Linked DNA regions of Mus musculus: all the other regions are linked to region 1. Evidence: chromatin contacts called from public Hi-C and Micro-C data. All regions are on one chromosome and are shown on one strand. The core of a region is the stretch at or near the end of the contact, and the rest is flanking DNA. Distances in the headings are between cores, read along the strand shown.

The links. A called contact is a pair of places that touch in the nucleus more often than the background predicts.
Region 2: a Micro-C map of embryonic stem cells shows a contact between it and region 1, with 5 times the contacts expected there. The contact joins the promoter of Dsp here to the promoter of Eef1e1 in region 1. A contact is called at or near these places in 2 of 39 promoter capture datasets (cranial neural crest and second pharyngeal arch cranial neural crest) and 1 of 484 Hi-C or Micro-C datasets (embryonic stem cells).
Region 3: a contact with region 1 is called in a Hi-C map of muscle stem cells, with 5 times the contacts expected there. The contact joins the promoter of Bmp6 here to the promoter of Eef1e1 in region 1. A contact is called at or near these places in 6 of 39 promoter capture datasets (embryonic stem cells, hippocampal neurons, liver and 2 more), 6 of 484 Hi-C or Micro-C datasets (the G1E-ER4 cell line, embryonic stem cells, muscle stem cells and 2 more), 3 of 115 datasets of contacts at active chromatin or transcription factors (all in embryonic stem cells) and 2 of 9 other capture datasets (adipose tissue and liver).
Region 4: a Hi-C map of the G1E-ER4 cell line shows a contact between it and region 1, with 3 times the contacts expected there. The contact joins the enhancer-like site here to the promoter of Eef1e1 in region 1. A contact is called at or near these places in 2 of 39 promoter capture datasets (the 3T3-L1 cell line and embryonic stem cells), 8 of 484 Hi-C or Micro-C datasets (B cells, CD8 T cells, the G1E-ER4 cell line and 5 more), 2 of 115 datasets of contacts at active chromatin or transcription factors (embryonic stem cells and memory CD8 T cells) and 3 of 9 other capture datasets (adipose tissue, liver and pancreatic islet).

The regions. Positions count from the first base shown.
Region 1 is chr13:38,657,097-38,660,713 of GRCm38.p6, reverse strand. Eef1e1 (eukaryotic translation elongation factor 1 epsilon 1) reads left to right here and starts at 1,686. Exons shown (of 4, transcript NM_025380.2): 1 at 1,686-1,807. The coding sequence starts at 1,721.
Region 2 is chr13:38,149,626-38,153,242 of GRCm38.p6, reverse strand. It overlaps Dsp (desmoplakin), which reads right to left and starts at 1,949. Exons shown (of 24, transcript NM_023842.2): 1 at 1,449-1,949. The coding sequence starts at 1,654.
Region 3 is chr13:38,344,139-38,347,755 of GRCm38.p6, reverse strand. Bmp6 (bone morphogenetic protein 6) reads right to left here and starts at 2,040. Exons shown (of 7, transcript NM_007556.3): 1 at 1,169-2,040. The coding sequence starts at 1,823.
Region 4 is chr13:38,946,387-38,950,003 of GRCm38.p6, reverse strand. All of the region lies in intron 3 of Slc35b3 (solute carrier family 35, member B3), which reads left to right. Among named protein-coding and RNA genes, the nearest start is that of Slc35b3, 12 kb to the left of the region's middle. Within about 2 kb of position 1,618, at least 27 of the 459 cell types and tissues checked have an H3K27ac peak or open chromatin away from gene starts, as enhancers often do. A contact at or near this core is called in CD8 T cells, the G1E-ER4 cell line, Th1 cells and 1 more, where this site is marked.

The DNA.
Region 1 (3,617 bases), core at 437-2,936:
CCCTCAGCATTGTTTTCCATGCCCCTACTAGGAAGGTCCATTAAGTTTCACTTATAGCATCCAAAGACTTTTCTAGTCCAAGTCCCAAAGTCTTCCATATTCCCCCAATGTTGCGGCCGCCAGCAGCTCGCAACATGAACGGTTCGACTGAGAAGGCCACTCGAGCTGTAAGAGAGGAATCTAGACGGGGCGAAAGAAGAAACGGAGCTAAGACAAATTCATTCTGATCAAAGCTCAAATTTTATTGTTGCGACACTAGTTATAAAGGAAGGGGGAGGGGACCCAACTCCCGACGAATAATCTCTGGTCCAGTAGAAAGGTGCACCTCCGCAGGTTCTAGCAGTGGGCGTGGCAGAACGAATGAGCAGGAAGCTCCACCCCTGAACAAGCAGGTTTCAGGCTGGGGGAGGGGAGACTACACCCCAACAAACAGAATAATCAAGCCTGTCACAGCAACATCTTGGTTCCTGGTACCAGCTTCTGTCTTGGTCACTGTTCATTTGCCTATAATCACCATTTTTATTCAAACCACCACATAAGGATTCAACTTGTCTCAGTTAGAGTTTCTATTGTTGTAAAGAGACACCATGAGTTACTATTAACTTTTATAAAGAAAAACATTTAGTTAGGGCTGCCTTACGGGTTCAGAAATTTAGTCCATTATCATTACAGTGAGTCTCATGGCCCCAGGCAGGCAGACATGATGCTGAAGGAGCCAAGAGTTTTATATCTGGATCAGCAGGAGGCAAGGAAAAAAAAAAAAAAAGAATGCCACTAGGATCTGAAACCTCAAAGCCCACCCCCACTGCCACATTTTCTCTAACAAGGCCACACCTACTCCAACGAGGTCACGCCAATAGTGACACTCCCGGTGAGCATATGGAGGCTCATTTTCTTTCTTTTGGGGGGGGGGGAGAGGAGGGGTTCGAGACAGGGATTCTCTGTGTATCCCTGGCTGTCCTGGAACTCACTTTGTAGACCAGGCTGGCCTCGAACTCAGAAATCTGCCTGCCCCTGCCTCTGCCTCCCGAGTGCTGGGATTAAAGGCGTGCACCACCACGCCCGGTTGGGGGCTTATTTTCGTTCAAACAACCACAGATCTCAAGTTCCCTTGCTAGGTCACTGGCCCTTATCCTTATTTTAATTTAAGATTGTTCTATAATTTTCTTATTTGGAGAACTATTTGACGAGTTTGGGAATCAATGCTTTATATTTATAAAACAAATAATCTAAATTATTCTTCTGATCTACAATAGTTTTATAAGCATTGTAATGAATGATTCAATCTTTAAGATTCGGATACATTCAGCCAGGCAGTGGTGGTGCATGCCTTTAATCCCAGCATTTGGGAGGCAGAGGCAGGCGAATTTCTGAGTTCGAGGCTAGCCTGGTCTACAGAGTGAGTTCCAGGTTAGTCAGGGCTATACAGAGAAACCCTGTCTCAGAAAACAAAACTAAGATTCGGATACATTCTTCTGTGAAACTGTCTACACTCCGTGCTCTCCTCTGCCTACTGTGAGCAATCCACCGGACTCCGAATGTGGTTGGCCCCGCCCTTAATTACGAACCGCCCCCTGCCTTGAGCTGACTCCGCCCCTTTCGCGCAGGCGCGCTTGCCGTCCTCCCAGCCAATCGTGGGAGACATCTGTGGGGCCGGACTTCCTGCTCAATCAAGGTCCTAGCTGTGCAGGCCCCGCCTCCCTAGGAGCTGGGCCAGAAGATGGCGGCGGCCGCGGAGTTGAGGCTGCTGGAGAAGAGTCTGGGACTGAAGCCGGGGAATAAGTACAGTGCTCAGGGCGAGCGGCAGGTGAGGCGCAGCGGTAGGAAAGCAGCAGGGCGGCGGGGTGACCCGGAGCCTACGCGACCCGGCCGGGGCATCGGAATGGACTCCGCTCCCCACGTGCGTGCGGGGCGGGCCGCGTGGCTCGGTCTGGACCTCCAGGCAAATGTCACCGTCCTCCCCTCGGGGAGCAGAAAGCCAGTTCGCGGAGGCCTGGGCAGAGTCAGGGGTTCAGATCCCTGTAGGCGGCCGTTAGCCGTGCCTGGTCCTTTCATTCAGCGACCGCCTTTCCAGCGGCTGGCCGGGCGAGCGGTACAGATTCCTGGAAGCCGCCTGGCGGAGGGAACACGGAATAGGACCCTGCTCATTCTGGCGACACACCCGCTTGGATGTGCATTGTGCAGAGAATTGAGGAAGATTCCGGGTGTGGGGCAGTGGAATGCTTGGTGAGATAGAAGAATCCTGATTTCTTAGGGTGTAGAAAGTGAGTCCTTTGTAACTCATCATTTGCCGTAGAAAGATGGTACTAGAGGAAGAATGGTAGTGGGAAACCATAGAGTGTGCCTTGAACGGGATTCCAGATCTAGATGGCTTGTTCCTGTTTGGGCCCAAAGGTTTTGTTTTGTTTTGTTTTTTCCTTTAATGTCTAAATCGTAGCGGTATTGTGGGGTTCACAGTAACTTAATGTGGCACCTGGAAAGGTTAAATGACTTGCCTGCCGTAGGCTGCGAAGGCCATCCTCCCCAGAGGTGATGTGCTCTGTCCTCAGCCCAGTTTCCTTTGCACACCCTCTTTTTTGGCTTTGCCGAGACATGAGAGACAGTCTTGCTTTCAAGGCATGAGGGACAGTCACCAGCAATTAAGGGCCCAATAGGACAAGCGACAGGGGAGGAATACATTGAGGACAGTGGCACAGTGCCACAGAGGAGGTGGGATTTAAGCTTCAGTGAGAAGCTGGTGTTCAAGAGATTAGACTTGGAAGGATGTAGAAAACCAGTGAATTACTATGTAAGTTTGGGTCCAGTAAGCCACCCAAAACAGAGTAGTGCAATACAGAATAAACCCAAGTTCAGTCTTAGACCAAGTTCAGTTTGAAGTTCAGAGTTGGGTTTTAGTGCCTTGTGTAATGGAAACGTTTCACAGTGAGTCCCAGTTGAAAGTTTCTGGTTTTCTGTGAGTACAGACCAAAGACTAGAGATGAAATCACCGTGTTTCCTTAGTTGAAAACTAACCACAGTACACCAGCAGTTACGATGTGCTCAGCGAGATTCCCAATAATAATGACAAGGAACAGTCTAAGGATCCAACTGTAGGAGCAAGGTCCATTAGATTATGGTACATCAGTACATGAGGAAACTACTACTTATCCACCCGCTAGAAGTAGCTCACATCAGGACTTGGGGAGCTGAGAAAGGTGGATCACCAAGAGTTCTCGGCCAGCCTGGGCTAAGGACTCAGAACCTGCCCCCTCACCACCACCACCACCACCAACAACAACCCACCCCCAACCCTGCCAAACGTGATTGCTTTGAAGGCTACGGAATCCCAGAATTGTTATGAAAATAATGTTTCTGATAATTAAACATGCATTAAGAATTGTGCGTGTTAGATTATATATACACCTATATACAACATTTCAGTGTTATATAAATCGTTAAGAACTGCCATGTGGGTGCTGAGACTTGAACCCAGGTCCTCTGGAAGAGCAGCTAGTGCTCCTAACCTCCCAGCCATCTCTTTTCTCCCCAGATTTGGTTGGGTGGTTTGGGTTTTGTTTGGTGGTCCTAGGTTTGGTTTGGTTTTGGAGACAAGGTCTCACTAAGTAGCTCTGGCTGTC
Region 2 (3,617 bases), core at 700-3,199, 510 kb after region 1:
ACAAAAGTACATTTGAGATTTTGGTGGCTCGCCAAACTTTAAAATATACTTTAAAACCAAGTTTTTAAACTTGGTGTTGCCGGAAACAATCGTTCCTCAAAATCCTGGGACACAATTTGTTAAGAAAACAAAGATCTCTAATGAGAAAAGGTATCCTGCTGCCTGAGAAATAAATAAATTTAAACAGAAAACGAGTTGCAACTGGAAGGACTGTCGGATCTCTAAAACTGCTTGCAAAACAAAACGCCATCGGAGCCATTAGGTTTCTCCTCCTCCGCCTGCGGCCACTGCGCTGCGAAGTATTAAGGTAGTGGGGCGGCCGCCTCCAGAGGCGCGACCGAGGTAGGGCTGGGAAGGGGCGGGTCGCAAAAGTCTCACGGCTCACGTGGGCTTGCAGAAAGCAGCTGTGGGGACCGTGTGAAAGGATGCTCATTACCTTCTCCCACCCACCAGTGACTCCCTCGCTGTATTTACCCGACTATCCCGGGAAGAGGACCCAGCCCTTTGTGCCGTGGGTTCCTCGGCAGCTCCTAATCCTGGGCGCCACAGTGCTTTCTCCAGGGTCACCCTCTCAGCCAGAGCTGGAGCCCATTTTATACAGATCAAAGAGATGACTAATACTGAGCCCAGAGCCACAATTATTACAAAGTCTCCAGGAGACTAGGCTGATTTTTTTTTAAAGGTGCGGAGCCTCCGGTGCGATCCCGGTGACCAAGTGGCCAGAGTGGGGAAAGGGGAGCGAGCGGAACAGACCAAGTTTGCAGCCCGTGCCCAGAGGCTATCCCTACAAAGGAACCCATTTGCGTGACAGGGGACTTTCAGGCTCCGTGGAGGGTGTAACTTCCATGCAGATACCCTCGGGTGGCCAATAACCTAAGGGCCTCCGCCGCCGTCGCCCTGGGGTGACCATGAGTTGCAAGTCCTGAGTCCCTCCGAGGCCACCGGGCAGCAAAGGGAACTCCACCCCTTCACAAGTTTTATTTTTCGTTAGTTTGAAAGCTGGGTTTTGGGGCCGCAGCTCCGCCTAGCCCGACCTCCCACCTGCGGTCTGGAACAAAGGCAATCACAGCTGGGTCCACTTTGCAAGGGACAACCGGGGGTGGGGAGGAAGAGGGTACGACCAAGGAGAGACCTGCGTCCCTGCCGTCCATTGCTCCCCTACACAGTGGAGGTGGAAAAGAGCCGCTTCTAGGATAGAAGAGAGGTGAGGACCGTGGGACCCTGCGTAGGCTCACGGTAGGACTGTCGCCTGGGTCCCAGCACACACCCAAGCTCCCTGTTCTCACTGGCTAGCGCTGGGCGTAGGGACACCCGTTCCTGCGCTTCCGTGACCCGGGGCAAAGCACTTTCCTCGGCCTAGACCTGGGTTTCCTGGTTGGCCCAGGAGGCGGGCCACTACCTGACCCAAGATTTGGGACTGAGCTAGGTGGCGGCGGGCTGATACCCACCAGTAGCCGTCGGAGTTCTGGTCGTTGACGGTGCAGCGCCGGGAGTGGGAGTAGAACGTCCTGCTGGTGCCCCCGCCGCCGCCCCCGCCGCCCCCGCCGCCGCCACCGCTGTAGGTCATCTCGTAGCGCAGGTCCGGGCCGGACTCCGCGCGGGTCATGCGACCCAGCGTGTTGATCCGCGGGTGGGAGCCGCCGTTGCAGCTCATGTCTGCGGTCACTCAAGAGAGCCGCTCAGCGCCGCGGCATACGCGAGGCGTCGCCTCGGAGCACGCGAGGGACTCCGGGAGAGGAGCGCGGAACGCGGAGGACTGGCGAGGGCTCAGCGCTCCAGCAGGGCGGAGACGGGGACGGCGACTGGCTAGGCGCGGGAACCGGAGTGGAGCTGTGGCTCGGAGGGCAGCGAGGGCTCAGAGGAGCTGGGTCGCGCCTGGGTGTTGGTGTTGGTCGAGGCGGTGCGAGTCTCCTCCCCGCTGGCACCCGGCGCCCAGGCCACACCTGGTCGGCTTCTTCCCAGGGCGAGGTGCGGCTGCCTCGCCTCCCCCGCCCTCCCCCCCGCGTGTCACCGACGCCTGGGGCCGCCCTCCCCAACCTGCGGCTCCGCCCTGCGCCACCGAAGCCTGAGCAGAGGCGAGGGGCGGGGACCTGGCGACTGGATCCCCGTCGGAGGGCTGCGACCCCGCGGGACTTGCTTCAGGCTCTAGGAGCCACAGTGGCACACCTTTGGAGGATTTCCTACTCCCCCAAGAGGCGGAAATAAAGTGGCTTGGGAGGGTCACTCCATGGGACGACTCTAGTGAAATGTTGACTTTTTGCTTATCCCAGGAAACCATGCCAGCTTCTATTTAAATAGCCCCAAGAGTTCGATTTCTGTTGTGTAAAAGATAATTTAACAGAGAATCCCGAAAAGGGCTTCTCCAGAAATATTTTGTCATGAGGGACTTAGTTCAAGGCTAGACTGGGCTTCATAGCAGGACTTTGCCTGAAACAGAAACAAGACGTGGTTTTCCATTTCTCTAAAAGAATCATGAGCACGTTTGTCCCCTGTAGACTCCTGAGCCCCAACTTGGGTCCCTTTCTGCTCCCATGAAGCCTGAACAGATACCGTTCCAGATGAGTAACACATTCCACCGATTGGTTCCAAAGCCACTCCCAGTTAGCAGATGAGTGCAATTTACACCGTAGTCTCCATAAACTGACTTTAGATACAGACCCCTGTACACTAGCCATTAAAAGCTGTTTAGATAACTTGGGGTGGCGTTAAATGCTCTCTAGTAAACACCACTTAAAGATCTTGGTAATAAATATTTCTTGTCTCCCTGAATAATGTCTGTTAGCTTTCCTGTTTGTACAATGTATTTCTCAAATGTTCATGAGCTGGTTAAAGCAGCCCAAAAACTAAATACCAAACTACATTGGTATGCTGTAAAGGAGAAGAGGAGGTTTTCTAAATATGTGCCCTATCTAATTCTGCAATGACACTTCCAAGTTTTGGACACAATTTTTGACAACAGATCTTGCTTGCACGTTTGCTTCCTGATTGCCCAGAGCAGACCGACTTAAATCCAAGGAGTCAAACGCACAGTGAGATAACAGTTTACCACGGTTAGCTCAACCACCCATATCTGCCACTGTTCGACTACCATCAATTTCCTCTCGTTTCTAACAACAAACTCACCTGGCCAAAGAGCTTGTAGACAAAAGTGCTTTGTTTAGAAATAGAATCCGTATCCGCAAGTCAGCCTCCACACAAACAACCCATAGTATCCGGAAGACGTTTGGGTCGTCAGCAAATAATGCACGGAATTTGATTCGGAATGTTTTCCTTCTTATGCATCTTGTTTGTCCAGTGGATAACTATAACACACTGTATGGAAGGGCCTGTATCAGACTGTGCAAGACAACGATGACTAACGCACAGCCACGGTCCTCATAAATACTATAGTAGAACCTCAGTTTCAACCATTTGGAGATCTCCTTTCTCCAATACTGAAAAGGATGCACAGTCAACCTGGAAATTCATCTTAAATACAATCCATTCTTCTATGAAACACCTCACAGCAAGAAAGGCTCTCCTCCACCAGAGATAGCTAGCACATCTGGGTGCTCACATTGGTTAGTCCGTAGCTGGGCTGCCCGTACTCCCCCCTCCCCAGACTCACAGCTGGTCAA
Region 3 (3,617 bases), core at 791-3,290, 310 kb after region 1:
CGCAAAGAACTAAATTAGATACTTAACACTGGGTCATCACTCCTGGCTTGAAGAAGATGGACGGCTCTGATAGGCCTTTTGGCAAGCTCATGCTAACCCTTTCTGAGACCTGGGCACAGGCATGGGTCTCCCCCAGGGAGAAAAAGCCTCACAGAAACCCAGGGGCGGCTGCAGCCACTCTGGGTGTGTCTACTTCCCCAGGTCTACCCACTAGGGACGTGCCTCCTACATCCTTGCTCTATACTAAGTTTATGAATAAAAACTAGCAAGGTTCAGAAGCACTGACTCCGCAGTCTTTCTTACCCCACCTCCCTTTTCTGTTTACAGATGAGAGAAAACTTCGGGGAGGGGGGGACGTGACTCTGTCTGGGTTTGCCACAGAACATTAGTGGCAGAGCCCAATTTAGCCGCCCTCGACTTTCCATTCTGTTGCCTGGCAACGGAGTTCAGTAGAGCTCAGCGGCCAACCCTGGCCCCTACCCCCGCACCCTTTCTCTGCCCCCAGGAGCTTGGACAGCATTGATTGAAGGGTCAACCTTTTGGGACAATGGCCAAGGGCATGAGAGCGCAGGCACTGGGTGGATTACCCCAATTGCGCTGGAATCTCGCCCCATACTGACGCAAGCCCCGCCTGGCGGGGATTGGCACACCTTCCAAGGTCCTGGTGGGACCTTCCTCAGCCACCGAAGCCCTCCTTCCTCAACACCTGTGAATCTCTCTAAAGCATTCAGATCAGGTTCTCGGAGTTCTCAACTGCTGGGGGATTCCCTGACGGTCACTATGGGTAAAGCGGCACTCCGAACGTCCAGGGGGCAATGGAGGACAGTTCAGAGGGGAAAGAGTGCAGAGGACCTTATTCTTAGGAACCTTGGCCAAACTCATTTGCGTTGAAGTGGCCCGAGCTCGTCAGAAATAAGAATACAGGGAAAAGTGCCCCATGTTCCCCGAAAAAGACAACCTCTGCGGGCACCTCTGCGTGTTCCAGCTCCTCCCATTGCAGCGGAGCGCAGGCGAGCACTCGGCCGCGCAGGTGTCCGGAGCACCAGCTGTCCCACATCCCCGCCGCGCGCGCACGCGCGCGCTCCTCCACCTCTTCCCACCACCTGAGCCCAGGAGACTGCAAAGGAGGGATCTACCCTCCGCGCGATGCTACCCCCAAAATCCTTACCCAGGTTCACAAAGCTCATGACCATGTCCGCGTCGTTGAGGAAAGCGCTGTCCTGCGCGCTAGTCAGTGGGGACGCACCGCCACCGGGTCCCGGGGCCAGGAGACTCTTGCGGTTCAAGGAGTGTGCAGCGCCGGGAGACGGCTGCCTGAGCTGGGACGAGCTGGCCCCTCCGTGGGACCCAGGCTCTTGCCCCACACCCTCCGATGCCCCATCCTCTTCGTCGTCATTGGACAGGGCGTTGTAGAGATCCAGCATGAAGAGTGGAGCGGACTTCAGCCGCCCTGGAGGGGGCTCCTCGCGGGCCGTCTGCTGCTGCTGCTGCTGCTGCTGCTGCTGTGGCGGGAGCACCGGGGGCTGAGGCTGCTGGAGACCGTGCAGGGGCCGCGGCCTGTGCGGGAGCCCCAGCACCGACAGGATCTCCTTTTGCATCTCCCGCTTCTCGTGGGTCTTGAGCCGCCGATAGAGGAAGCCCGAAGAAGAGGACTGTGGCGGTGGCTGCTCAGCGCGCACCGGGCTCCCGCCGGCTCCCAGCAGCTGCCCCCCGGCGGCGGCCGCGGCTACCGGCAGAGGGGGCCGCAGTGGCGGGGGGCCGCAGCTGCACAGCAACCCCCACCACCAGCACAGCCACTGCGCCCTCCGCCCCAGCCCGGGCATCGCCGCCCAGCCCGGCTGCCCCCGCGGGGCCCGCGAGGCGTCGAGCGGCGGAGCGAGGCCGGAGCGCGGAGGCTGTGGCCCTCGGAGTGGGCAGCCCCCGCCACCTCTCGGCGGGCTCTCTTCCCGGTCCTGGCACTCAGTCCTTATCTCTCATGGTCATCCGCGGCGCCCCCAGAAGCCCGGGTGGAGAAGAGACGACGGGGCGACGGCCAGGATCCTCCACTCTCCCGCAGGTCTCTGGAGGCGCACGGGCTGAGTGAGCCAGGTGTGTCCTAGGCAGGACTGCGCTGCAGCCGGCGTCCCCGGGCGGGTCACGGCACGGTCACTCGCAGTCTGCACACGTGCGCTGCCCTGAACCCTCAGAGGCGGCTGGCCGAGGGGGGCCGGAGACGACAGATCAAGAGGTGGAGGCGATGCCGGGCACCATCCCCTCGCACGCCTCTCCTGGCTTGTAGGACAGTCGTGAAGTTTACTCCCCTGTGGGTCCCAGGCTGTGGCGTCCCTGCGTCCTAAAAAGCCAATTTTCTCCGCGCGGTTTTAACTTCCCTCTGGTCCGAAACTCAGCGCCCCTCCGCCTTCGGGCACCGTCTCTCCCCCTCGGAATCTCCGCGCGCCTCCCCAAGTGGAGGCGGCCACGATCTAGCTTTCCTCTCGGCAGTCTCTCGGGTGCCCGGAGGATCCCGCTCTCCGAGGCGATGAGAGAGACGAGGAGCGGAACTCGGAACGCAGGCTGCGGCGTCGGCTCGGGGATTCGCAGTCTCCCGCCTCTGCGCACTGCGCTCCCGGCCGCCGCCAACGTGGGCTTTCTGCTGCGCGTCTCGCTCAGGTACCGCACTCAAGCCCAGGAACGCCCTGCCCTACTCGGTAACGGACAGGCTACCAGCCAATGGAGAGGTGACTCTTGCGGGCTATTTACATAGGCCCACCCCCTTCTTTCACCCTCCCTTCTCCCAGGGCCTTGCCTCTGCCTAGCGAGCGTAGGTTTCTAGCACACAGAATTCTTGGAGGCATCAGGAGTTGCTTGGGCGGGTAAGAAAGGCAAAGAGGTCATTGCTAGGAAGACAGATCCGATCACGACCCCGATCTAAACTTTCTTCTTCCTCTGCTAAATAAAAGCAAACACAGCTATTTAATCCATGCCGTTACCGAAGGAGAAAATAGTATGACAGTTTTCTCCTTCTCTGCTCAGTTTCTCTTATTGATGGAATGTAGGCGTTTAGCAGACACGTGGCTCTCAAAGGCAGCTGCTGTAAGTTAAGACACACCCTGCGAGGAAGCTGCTCACACACTAGCTGCAAAGAGGGCAGGACAAGCCAAACCAGAGTCCTGGAGGTTTCCAGTCGGATATTTCAATTTATTTCTTCGTTTGGGCTGCATTTGAGTTCTTAAACTACAACCCAAACGAAAGGGGTTACGATCTGCTAGTGTTACGAGGAAAGCCTTCCCCATCCTCTTGCTAGTCTCTCAATGCAGTTGCCGTTGGCAATTGCATCTTAATGAGCTGAAATGCAATTATTAGACACACCGTTCCAGGTAAAACGTAAAGACGGTGGTAAAGATGGCCTTCAGCCAGGGCAGAAGCCTGGAAAGTATAGAAAATAGCCAGGATAATAAACAGGGCCCTCAACACAGGTTGCTTCTATCCTTGAACAAACTGGGACCACTCCCAACACTGCCTTCTACCAATAAACATGTCAATTCATGGCTCAAATGGCCACTCATCTCTAGATGGTAGAAGCAAATGCCCTTTAAACATGTGAGTCTTTCACCTGACAAGAATGGAAGGATTAGGAA
Region 4 (3,617 bases), core at 369-2,868, 290 kb before region 1:
TTATCTGCTCGTGTCTATTTGGCATTCTGCATGAGCTTTTGTGTTTCGATGTCCATTTCATTCTCTAGATCTGTGAAATTTTCTGCTGAGGTTTTATGAGCTGCATGCCTGCCATTCTTACCTAAGTTTCTACCCACGGTGCTTAGGTTGGATTGCAGAGTTCTTGGGCTTCAAGGTAAAAACCCTTTATTGTTTTCTTTATGGGTATTGGAATGCAGGGTTTGTCTTTTGTGCTCTCCAGCCCTGAAACTCTTTCTTCCTCTTGGTCAGATTTCTTGGCAATGTTTTCCACTGTTTCTTTATTTGATTCATTGAGTTTATTTCCAAGTTTCTTTTTTTCAAAACCTCAATTTCCTTATTGATTTTCCCCCTTACCCATATTTTTCATCCATATTACTGAGAGTCAGTCTCTCTCTCTCACACACACATGCACACTTTTTTTCAATTTTTTTTTACATTGCTGACTTCATTCCAAGTCCTGTTTTTTGTCCTACAGCTTGTTTGCATATTCTTTAAGGTCACTTATTATTTTGACTAATACACTCTTGAAGTCTCATCTGACACTTTGCCATTTCAGTAATATCGTTGAATTCAATAATTGAGTGGGGTCTTTTGAAATCACACTGTGTGCTCTCTCTCTCCCTCTGTCTCTCTCCCCTCCCTCTCTCTATCTCTGTCTCTCTCTCTCTTTCTCTCTCTCTCTCTTTCTCTCTCTCTCTCTCTCTCTCTCTCTCTCTCTCTCTCTCTCTCTCTCGTGTGTGTGTGTGTGTTTTCTTTGAAGCTGTTTAACACATCTCTTGGTTTGAATATTCCTTCAGTCCTATCTGTATATCATCATATTGAGCAGCCTTTTCTTGAAGGCTCGGTCCCTACCTAGTTCCACTCAGAAAGGGGAACAAGCAAACCACATCACAGAGGATAGAACACACTTAAAGTCAATACAGCTCACACTTCACCAAGGACATAAAACAGAAAATGGCAAAACCCAGTGGCGGATTGCTGTCGTGTTAGGAAGGATTGTACTAAATGTGGAAACAATGAATGAATGAGATGAAAAGGAAGGACAATAGAAAGCAGCAAGGGTAAATAGAGGAAAGGAAAGAGGAGGAGAGTGTTACAGAACAAAACAGAAAAAGGCAAAAGATTTCAAAACCAATAAACAAAAGATTTTCCAATAATGAGAAACTTCAAAAGCAAAATTAGATAAATGTTAGGAAAGAGAGTTTTTAAAAAGGATAGGTTTATTTGTTTCCTAAAATAAGGGCAAAGTGTTGCTAAAAGGATTGGAAGAAAAACATAGGAAGTATTTAAGAAAAAGAAAATAGAAATGCTTGCTTAGTAATGAAAAATGGCTAAATAGAATTAGATGAGTGTATGAAGGAGAAAAACATGTAACTATTTTAAGTACAGTAAAGTAAAAATACTACTAAGTGTTCCCAAGAAAGAAAAGCTTGGGGGTCAGAAGGATGCAGTCACAGCCACCTCCCTGTGGGTCCTGCCTGTTTCTTGTCAGCAGAGGCAGGTGGCCTTGTGGCCTTTTGTCTTTGCTGTGGTTTGTGTGGTGGTGAACAAGTGCCTATGTTCAGTTTAGATCTTGTCTTTGTAGCAGAATCCCTGTAGTTTGTGGAGTAGGCAGACCCTCACCCCCTGTGACTCCTTACCTAGAGCCTCCTGGTGTCACTGAAATTCTGCTTGGAAGGAGTCGTCTCTTGTGTGTGCTGGGAGTGTGGCCCACACAGAGCTTTGAGATCTGTGCAGACAAAGCAATCCGTTTCTCCTTTGCTGCCCTCTTGAGTATTGATCTCCCTCTTGGAGGAATACAGCTGTGGATGTCAAGCAGCAGGGTTCTTGGCTCCCACAGCAGGCTCTCTTGTTCCCTGTTTTAAGGCCACCCCACATAGATAAGGTTTGAATAGTGAGTTTCCTCAGGGTAGTGCCAAGCCCCTGCCCTCTGGGTGGGATTCCTCTTCAACACTGACCTGTCTGCCTGAAACACCAATCTCATCAAAACCCACCACTGAATCAGAGGTTTTTTTCTGGCCTGTCTCCAGGATAGAGCTGCCTGCATCTTCACCAGGACTGACTTCCTTTTGGATGAGGCTCCTCTACCACCCCAACTCTCAACAATAGTCAGAGCTGTTTGGCTTGGCTTCATGATTGGTATACCCACTATGTTGAATAGAAACTTTTTTATGCTGCTGTTTCTTCACCAAGTCAGGAAGAGCTGGCAGCTAGGACTGAAAGTCCAAGATTACTATCCTTTTCTCTGCTGTTTGACCTTTGTGTGTGTGTGTGTGTGTGTGTGTGTGTGTGTGTGTGTGTGTGTGTGTGTGTGTGTCTGTTTGACCTTTGTGTGTGTGTGTGTGTGTGTGTGTATGTGTGTGTGTGTGTGTGTGTGTATGTGTGTGTGTGTGTGTGTGTGTGTGTGTGTGTGTCCCTCCCTCCTTTCCCTCCCATCCCTGTGAGCATCCCTTCTCCCTACAAGCCCATTTCCCACATTCTTGTCTTGGTTTAGAGACCTGTATTCCTAAATACTGAAGAGACACATTTCTTTTTGCTAAATCCAGAACTCTTATTTGAAAATATTTTCAATTAGTAATCATATAGATTTGAAAAAATACTTTGGTTTATCTTTAATGGCATATAAAACAAAGCACAGTAATCCTGTGACCATAAACAGAAGGTGGTTAGGAATGTGGGCATGGGATCTGGGAGGTAATGAAGCGTGTTCATCCTTTCATCGAGTCTAGGATGCCTATATTCATGTGTCTGTGGGACAGTTAAAAGATAATAAAGACAGTACTGACATCCCATCTTTTCTATAAATGTTTAGTGCCTTAAAACATCACAGCTTTTTTATTTTTCTACATGTAATTGTTTCAAAGTATATACTTAGGTAACTATTTAACTTTACCATTTATTCAAGATTCTTACTGGAAGAATCTAACAAATGTCTTTATAGATTTTATTTCCCAAATTGTATTGCTGGTAAATTGTTACAGCAGCTGTACTTAGGTCCTCAAGTGCAAGAATATCTGCACTGCTTTCATGCTCTAAGACTCCAAGATAACACTCGGTGATAGACTAGGAAGGGAACTAAATAGACTTCCCAGAACTACTAGGGAGGGGCTGATGATGCATTAGCTCTTGGAAAGACAGCTCCTGCCTGCTGGGGGTGAGAAGGAAGTGCCTCCCTATAAAGCCAGCCAGATGAGATATGTGAGGGCTAGCTTTACCTCAGCTTTCTAGCCATGTGACCAGAAAGTATCTGAAAATAGAATAACTTGCATTTGACTTAAAGGGATACATTTCTAGACTTGAAGCCAATACGGTTGTGAACTGAGGCTGTTTCTTCAGAGGCCTGTTGTCTTGACATACGCAGAGGTGCTTTACAGCCTCTCTCTCAGCCTCAGGGCTCCTTGTCTTTGGTGTCCTTGCTTCTGCACTTCCTTGCCTGTTGCTCTTTAGCCTTTGACCCACACTCTGCTTGCTTGTTTCCTAGGTCTGTAAGGTCATGAATGACACATTAGCAGAGAACAGGATCTAAAATGTAAGGATCTTGGGTTTGCCCACTGCCTCTCCTCAGCTCTGTCAAGGCCTGTGGAGTCTCTGAGCTC